2 separate regions of the Macaca mulatta genome follow, and region 1 is linked to region 2. The links are chromatin contacts, called in public Hi-C maps. All regions are on one chromosome and are shown on one strand. The core of a region is the stretch at or near the end of the contact, and the rest is flanking DNA. Distances in the headings are between cores, read along the strand shown.

What was found. Hi-C and Micro-C count contacts between places; a contact is called where the count stands out from the background.
Region 1: a Hi-C map of CD4 T cells shows a contact between it and region 2, with 2.7 times the contacts expected there. The contact joins the promoter of COQ2 here to the promoter of HELQ in region 2. A contact is called at or near these places in 2 of 14 Hi-C or Micro-C datasets (CD4 T cells and blood).

The regions. Positions count from the first base shown.
Region 1 is chr5:50,457,367-50,461,766 of T2T-MMU8v2.0, reverse strand. It overlaps COQ2 (coenzyme Q2, polyprenyltransferase), which reads right to left and starts at 2,401. Exons shown (of 8, transcript XM_002808408.4): 1 at 2,260-2,401; 2 at 1,985-2,257. The coding sequence starts at 2,386.
Region 2 is chr5:50,286,251-50,290,450 of T2T-MMU8v2.0, reverse strand. It overlaps HELQ (helicase, POLQ like), which reads right to left and starts at 1,730. Exons shown (of 18, transcript XR_013417853.1): 1 at 1,278-1,730. MRPS18C (mitochondrial ribosomal protein S18C) reads left to right here and starts at 1,918. Exons shown (of 6, transcript NM_001266126.1): 1 at 1,918-2,064; 2 at 2,800-2,855. The coding sequence starts at 1,965.

The DNA.
Region 1 (4,400 bases), core at 1,152-3,651, 170 kb before region 2:
TCAATTATTGTTCCTGGCATGTGTTAGGGGTTCAAATGAATTCTAACATTGTACTATGTAGTTTTCTGAAAAATCCTGTAATGATCACCTTATTTAGAACCAAACCATGCAGGCTAGTATCTTCCTAACATATACAATCTGTAAGTACCATATTCTCCAATCCCCACTTCTAAGATAATAATGGCTGTTTCTTCAGCACATATTATGACAGGCACTGTTCTAAGCACTTAACATCTATTAATGAATTTTCATGACCTCACAAAGTCCACATTATCATTAATAGTATCTTCATTTTACAGATGATAAATGGATGCCCAGAGAGGTGAAGTAATTTAACCAAGGTCCCTAGATAAGCAGGGTGGAGGTTCACATCCAAGAGGTCTGGCGCCAGAGTTTTGTTCATAACCCCTTTGTTGCCTCCTGTTACACGGTGGAAGGTCCAGCCACTAAGATAGAAGCCAGAGGTTTAACTGGGGAAATGGGAATAATGGCAGATGTTCATCTATAAGCCTACACTGCCACTCCATGCCACAGACTCCAAGAACAGAATTATAGTCAGGCTTCAGATTGGAACTGGGCTTGGAAATGTATGCCTCTCAACATGAATCTCCCCAAAATGCATGGGGGTCATACACAGCCTCCCAATGATGTCAGGGCTGTCCCTATCATTCAATGGGCTTTTATGTTTTAATAGCTGACTGTTATAACTTAGTGCTCTAATCCCAAATAGGTCGTGCATAAATCTAGAATACCAAAAGCAAGGCCTAATTTGGGTCTTGTATGGGCAAAAGTGGAGTGAATGTACCTAGGCCTTTGAATACATCCCCATACACTGCAATGGCAAATGTCATCATCTAGATTGGCTGGAGTTCATCCTCCACTTCTCCCTCCACGTTATCCAGCTTCTTCAGACCCGTTCTTGTCTAGTCTCGTTTCCCATTTTCCACACCCACTTGGTGTTCCAGGTCAGGCTTATAATCGTAGTGTTCTAACACCCCATCCTTGGTGCTTTGCAAAAATACTTCTCGCACTAAGATCTCTTCTCTCCTTTGCAAAATCAACTTGTCCCTTGGAGTATAATTTCTTCTTGAAACTTTCCAGCAAGGGACCCACAGCAATTTCTCTTTTTCCCTGTAGCACTTGCTATCTGTACCACTCATATTTGATCCATATTTTCCTAGCTCACCAAATAGTCTTTTTCAACTAGACCAGAGTTCCTTGAAAGCAAGGAGTTTCCATAGCTCTTTCTATCTCTATGGCCGGACAATGTAGTAGGAACTTATTAATTCACTTAACACTACTTGAGTAGCCAATCAACCAATAAGAGCATAAGGTTAGTGGTGCTATTAAGAAAAATTGTGGATAAAGCGATAGAAAGTGAGGTTGGTAGGTGTTAATTAAAATAAGAAAGTCAGGGAAATCTTCCTGTCGGGGGCGATTGTGAGCTGACAGGCAGTCCGTAAGCGCTGTCTCTGCTGCGTTCAAATGAATTAAATCTTTGCCTTATGGGTGACACAGGCAAAAGAGCTCCGACTCAGTATCAAAACACAGAGTTCTTCTAGTCTGGCTCTGACGAGGAGCCTTAGTTTCCTCAGCGTCTTAACTGTCTTAATTATTGTCTTTGTGGGCCTTACAAGATTGCGGGGAGGATCAAACATTCTAATAAATAAATGAGGGCCACGAGAACGGAACCTTCCGCTTGAGTCACCATTTAAACAAGTATTTGTGGAAAGAGAATTATCTTGCCCCGCTTCAGGTGCTCAGGATGCAGACAGACGTGAAACTGTCGAGTCCTTTAGGAGACTGTCCAGACTGCGTGTCCCGAAGCGACTCGCCCCTGGGCGCACGGCAGTCGGCAGCCAAGCCCAAGCTTTCATGCTCTCATTTCCATCACTTCCGGGCCGGCCGCCGCGGACAGCTCCGCGGAGCGGAGTCGGAGGCTGCTACTTGCAAATTCCCGGGCTGCCCGCCCGCCCGCACTCACCAATGGGTTTGTCCAACCGCATGAGGCGCAAGTACGGCTGCAGGGGGCGGGGCGCGGAGTTCACCACCGCCGCAGCGGACAGGCTGAGCTGGCGCCCGCGCGGCCCGGGACAGGCGGAGGGCTGCAAGTCACCACCGTGGGGCGCGCCGGTCGCACGCGCCAGGGTGAAGGAGCGGCCCCGCCAGCCCGGCAGCGACGCCAGTGCCACAGACCACAGGCCCCGCGCGAACCCCGCGGCTCGCGAGCCCAGCATGGCGCTGGGGAGGCCGGGAGAGCTCGGATTGACGTCATTCCCCAGCGGGCATGCGCAGTGGCATCCGCAGGATGCAATCCAAGTCTGCCAGGCTGGGCGGCGGCGTGGACAGAAGCTTTCCTCATCCTTACTTGAGAAAAAGGGGTCATCGTGGTCGCTTACTGTAAAGGAGGAATACTTAATGTAAAAGGAATTCCTGTTGGCAAAAGGCAAAAAAATTACGACAAATGTAGTTGTAATTTTTTACAACTCGATCTCGATTGACTTTGTGATTCTGTTATCGGGCAACACTAAAACAGGGGTCTCTGAGGAAACAAACAAAAAATAGAATCGGGCAACACCTTATTCCATAAAATAGAATAAGTGTTCCAAAGAGTCGAGCGGAGGAAGTTGGCTTTATAGACAGAAAAAGGGCTGAAGAAAGCAGAAGCGAAGAACAAAAAGCGTATTGGTCACTTCAAATTACTTTCACTGCGAGGAGGGGACAGGGAAACAACAGTAGAGAAGTAACTGATTGGTTAACATCAGGTTACTCCAGGTTAAGGACTAAAACAGGAAACTTAATTGTCATGACGATTGCATTTTGAAACGGCCTGGTTGGAAAATTGGCTGTTGTCTCTCTTTCCTGACTTCTCAGAATGTCAGATACAACTTAGTTTTAGTTTGGTGACTTGGAACTTTAGCATGGGTGACTCTTGATTCTTAGTCTGATCTGTTGAGACCTAGTGCAGGAACTTAGTTCAAAACAATGGCCCCCTATAATTTAACACTATTATTAGCTTTCTCCATAAAATGAAAAGGATAGTGTTTATACATATGAAACAGTTGTACCAGGAAAAAAAAAAAAGCTTTGAAAAACGTACTGAATCCAAAAGAATTTGCATACACGTTTAGCCATTTTAAAACAAAAAGGGCACCAAGTGGCCACATACAAGACTGTTAATTAAAACCGCATTCAGGATTAAGGGATGCTCATTACACAAGTGAAAATTTTAAATTTGACAGCCCTTCAAAGGAGTTCGTGTAATCAGCAGACAACCAGCGTGTGTGACGCTAAGAACCTGGAGCTGAAAAGTCATCACTCTTTTTTTTTGAGACAGAGTCTTGCTCTGTCATCCAGGCTGGAGACCAGTGGAGGGATCATGGCTCACTGCAGCCTCCACCTCTTGGGCTTAATCAATCCTCCCATCTCAGCATTCTAAATAGTTGGAAACTACAGACACGAGCTACCATGGCTGGCTAATTTTTTAATTTTTCGTAGAGAGGAGGTCTCACTGTGTTGCCCAGGCTGGTCTGGAACACCTGGGCTAAAGCGATCCTCCTGCCTCAGATGATCAGCAATCTTTCATAAGCAACTCTGTATACCGCTGTGTGCCAGGCACTTTACATGTATCATCTCATTTAACCTCTCACTGAGTAACCCTAGGCAAGTCACTCGTCTGGATTTTAATGTTCCAGGAAGTTGACTTAGTCTTTAGGCTCCTTTCCATAAAACCTGTACAATGATTCTGTGACTTCTTGCACATCTTAAATACAGCAAGTTGGATGCCTGGCCACTTTAGTGTAATGAGGCAGGGGGTACCTAGCCTTTCTCCTGCCTGCAAAGAATAAAGGCCAACAGGAAATTGAGTAACACTCCTAGTTGTTTAGATGGGAGACGATTTAGATCTGACTCAAACCTGAAAAGGGTGTAATATTAGTCATGTATTGCATCCGTGACTATCCAATTTAGGTCCAAACTCTTTGTTTAAAGAAATATATTAAGAATTTCAAGATGGCAACAGCAAGACATTAAACCAAGTACAAGGTCCTTCTTAGCGTAGGCCCTGGGTGACTGCACAGGTACCCATGATGCTGACCCTTCCCAGAAGTGATACAATCCTAAGATATTTGGTCCAGTTAAAGTGCACAGGAAACTGAGACATCACTCTGCTAATTTGTAGAACAAGAGAACAGTCACATAGAGTAGAGCCCTAACTTTCAGGAGTCTCCTCTGGACTAATGTCAAGGCACAGTATGCCTTTGGGAAAGCCATTTAACTGCTGCAAACTCTTCAGAAAAGGCAGAGACTAGGCTTTCTCTAAAAGGGCCTGTAAGGCTCCAATTCCTCATTTTGGATTGGGCAGGAATTCATTTTGTTTTAAACCTATTACACACAGGAAC
Region 2 (4,200 bases), core at 481-2,980:
GCCTGGCCAACATGGTCAAACCCAGTCTCTACAGAAAATATAAAAATTAGCTGGGCACACTGGCACTCTCCAGTAGCCCCAGCTACTTGGAGGCTGAGGCTGAGAATTGCTGGGAAGCAGAGGTTGCGGTGAGCCGAGATCGTGCCACTGCACTCCAGCCTGGGCAACAGAGTGGGACTCTGTCTCAAAAACAACAACAACAACAACAACAAAAACCCAAAAAACACTTCAGCCTAGGGCTGTACCAAGTATATAATTATATGGTCACATATGGATCATAGACCTATATGTAAATAGATATCATCACCAATTTACAGCTGAAGAAATGGAGGCCCAAAGAGGTTAAATTACTTGGCTAAACAGCGGGTTTAGGAGTGTTACGATGATACTGAGATTCTAATTTTTGAGACAAGGTCTGGCTCTGTCACCCAGGCTGGAGTGCAGTGGCTGCAGCCACTTTTTTCTTTTTTCTTTTTTTCTTTCTTTTTTTTTTTTTTTTTTTTTTTTTAATAGAGACTGGGTCTCTGTTGCCTAGGCTGGTTTTGAACTCGAACTTCTGGGCTTAAGTGATCCTCCCATCTCGGCCTCCTAAAGCACTGGGATTATAGGCATGAGACACCGCACTTGGCCAGATTCTAATTGTTAAAGCTATACTAAAACAGCAGGAAGACTGGCAGACGTCTACTGAAATGTCAGTGCATTCGAAGTTTCTGATAACTGCAGCGCTTCCCTCTCAGACTACAATCTACAGAGACTGGCCTGTAACAGAAACATGGTTGTACCCCTAGACACTCCAAGGAGTTCCTAGGAATTTGGAATTGAGACTGATAATCTGAATACTGACTTGGAGTGGTCTACTACACATTAGAAAAACAAACCTGGAGGCAGCAATATAGTAAAGTGATTACGACAACAGGATTTGGAGCAAGAACTGTAGTATCTCAACTTTTCAGGGCCTGATTACTGTTGTAAAATCTAGACAATGTAACTAGTTTAACATAATGGGTCTTCAATAAACAGCAGATTTTATTTGTACAGTAGGAGCTGCAGTTATTTGGAAGCCTAGATTTGTGTTTCCGTCAGCCACTTATTTGCTGCGTGTACAACTTTTATGTCTCGGGGTTTACATTTCATATTTATATAGAGGCAATCAATACCTCCTAAGTGCCGATTAACAGTGGTAAAGAAAAGTAAACGAAGGCGATAAAACTGGTCAACTCTTTGCATCTGGGAAGGATGCCAAAAGTTTGCAGTTTCAAGTTCCAAGCCCTTCGTACCTGGTCTCCCACCCCTCTGTCAGTGGGCATGCGACGTAGGAGGTCCGGGTTTGTATCACCACCTCCAAGGACGAGACATTCGGGGGAATCTGAGAGTAGAAGGGGCTGTACCTCGACCGGCAGTACGCCCGCGGTTTTCCGCCGCCTGTTCTCAGCCACCATTTCCTCCTCCTCTTTCCCCTCATCTCCGGGCTCGAGCTCGGCCGCGGTGGGAGCGACAAAAATGCACCCCAGGCTTGGACGGTTCCTTTTGGGGAGAGACACCCGCCGGCGGATGCGGGAACCACCTTCATCCATGGCAAGGATCCAGGGCCCTATTCAGACGTCGTTCTCAGTGACCCAGAAGCTAAGCCCAAATGGAAAGGAGAGTGGGAGGCCAGCGCCCGCTTCTACATCCACCTTGGGAAAAGACCCCAAGTTAGTGCTCTGGGCTCGCGGACCGGAAGCAAGCATAAACTTCTACGTTCTCCTTCTCCAATCATAAGCCTCACGTGACCTGCAGCGTAGCGAGGGCTAGAACAGAAAGGTGCTGCGCATGCGTATTGAAAAACCTCACCTACTCTCGCGGGTCCTCAGCGTTCTCCTGCGGAACCTTTGAACCGCGTACTCGAGTCCACAGCGGAAAAGCAGAGGAAGGGGCCTTTCGGAACGATTCGGAGCGAAAGGAAGTGGAACAAACGCGGAACCATGGCAGCTATGGTTGCTGTTTGCGGTGGTCTAGGGAGGAAGAAGTTGACACGCCTGGTAACGGCTGCTGTCAGCCTTACACATCTCGGGACTCAAACGGGTAAAGTCTCCATATTCTATGCTCCGTTGTAGCGTTGCAGGCATTAACCTTAGTCCTAATGGTTGGTGGAGTCGTCCCTGTTAGCAAAACGACTCTAGTTTCTAGGCAATTTTCTCCAAGATGGTTGGGAATCTGTAATCGCCTTTGACTGTTTTAGAGTCGTCTAATCCACTCCTTTCTTTAAACGTATGAGGAAGCTAGAGTGGTTCTTAATTAAAAAGCAGAGACTTTCCTAAGATCTCCGGATAATCTTAGTGAGGAAGGGGCATTTCCAGAGTCGCCCAGTAGCAAATTCCAGTTGTCTAAGGTCCCCAAACAGAACAAAATTGTGTAATTTTTGCCATTTTATCTTCTCTGTGTTTCTCTATAAATTCTCTCTGGGACGGGTCTGTTACTCATTTTCTTTTTGTATGATAGTGCCTGTTGCTTCTCCTGTAAGAATTTGCATTAAGAATTTTCTCTAACCATGCGAATGAAGGGAAAATCAATGTCAGAAAGAGAGCAGGTATGGGTGGGAAAATACGTGCTTTTGCCCCAAAGCCCTGGAAAGCACACCCATGTTGAGTCTTACTCTGTCCCAAATATAAAGGTTTTTAACCAGTCATTCTGAATATAATGAATACAAAACCTTTAATATCGTGTCCCTTAGTTCATCCTGTCTCCATAAAAACAAAAATATTTAGCTATTCAGCTATGAAAAATAAATAGTTAATTGCTGTTTCTGTTTAATCACAGTGCTTTGGAGAAGAGGTTGTTCACAATATAAACAGGTATCCAGCAACGAGGACCTGGTAAGAATTTTTTTTTTCTATTAGTAAGGCATTTGCAAATATGACCAAATGTTTTTTTCTTTTTAAAACGAGAACTGGTATTAGACTCTAACATCTTTTATTTTAGCTACTTGAATAGAGTTCTGCTGTAGGACAAAACAATTAGATAATTACTCTGAGTTCAGAAATGATGATGAATTGATTGTAGTCAGTTGAGTTTGGAACTAGGGGAATTCCTAGATTAGAAGCAAAGCTGCTATAATACCATATTTTTCTTCCTAGATCTTAAATTTAAGGATATGTGATTTGGGAATCGGTTTCTTTACATAGCCCTTTATAAGCAAATGATTTGGGAATTTTAAAAGGTAGTTTGGGTGAGTAGAATTTTAGATAACTGAAAAGAGACTGTACAAAGCTTAGCTATAGGTTGGCTATAGTATTAGCATGGACTTGAAAGCACAGGTTCTTACTACATGCAAAGGTACTTTGACACTAATCAGACCATACAAAGCACTTGGCACAGAGCTGAATAGTAGTCACGTGAGCTGAATGTAAATTGGAAAGTTTGAAGAATTGGAAAAAACAAAAGAACTTGTCTAGTTTCTCTGAGCATCTGTCTTGGTAATCTAATCCATGCACCATACTTTAAGAAAGTAAAGGGACATTATTCCTTTTTTAGTTCATAAATCCCACTTTGTCTCTAATCAAAGTTATGGACCCTCTCCACAGAAAAAGGCACAAAGTTCCATTCATTTGAAGTTTTGCATACGATTACAGGGAGTCATGGGCTTCAGAGCCATTTCTAGATTAAGAACCTCTATCCTGGAGACAGCCATACTGACAGTAGGAGGGAGGCACTGTGGCAGAAGCATTAGGGCAGTGGTGGTAACAGAAAAGCCAGAAAGGCTAATGCAAACTTATATAGTAGCCTGGGGTGATAAAGTCAAAACAACCTTTTATTACAGTAAGTCATGGGCCATTATGTATAAAAATAGTGAAAAAATACTTGATAGAGACATGGAGATGGATAAATTAGGGATTGCACTCATTTAAGAATGCCGTATGTTATCTATTGTGTTACAAGTTTTCTTAAATCTAAAAATTTTTTCATTATCTACAATCTGAGCAAAGCATTGCAACAATCACTTTCTTATCAGACATCATTTTTGTTCTGCCGTAAACTCTTTTATTCTACAAAGATTGTACTTTATTCCAGAATCTTCCCATGAGTTCATTTGTAGGCTAAACTGAAACAAAATAAAGTGCTTATATAAAATATGTACACAGTAAGAAAGGTATAACTAATCCTTTGAATGGATTTGAATGTAGAATAGTAACCTTTTAAAATTCAGAATTAACACATCCT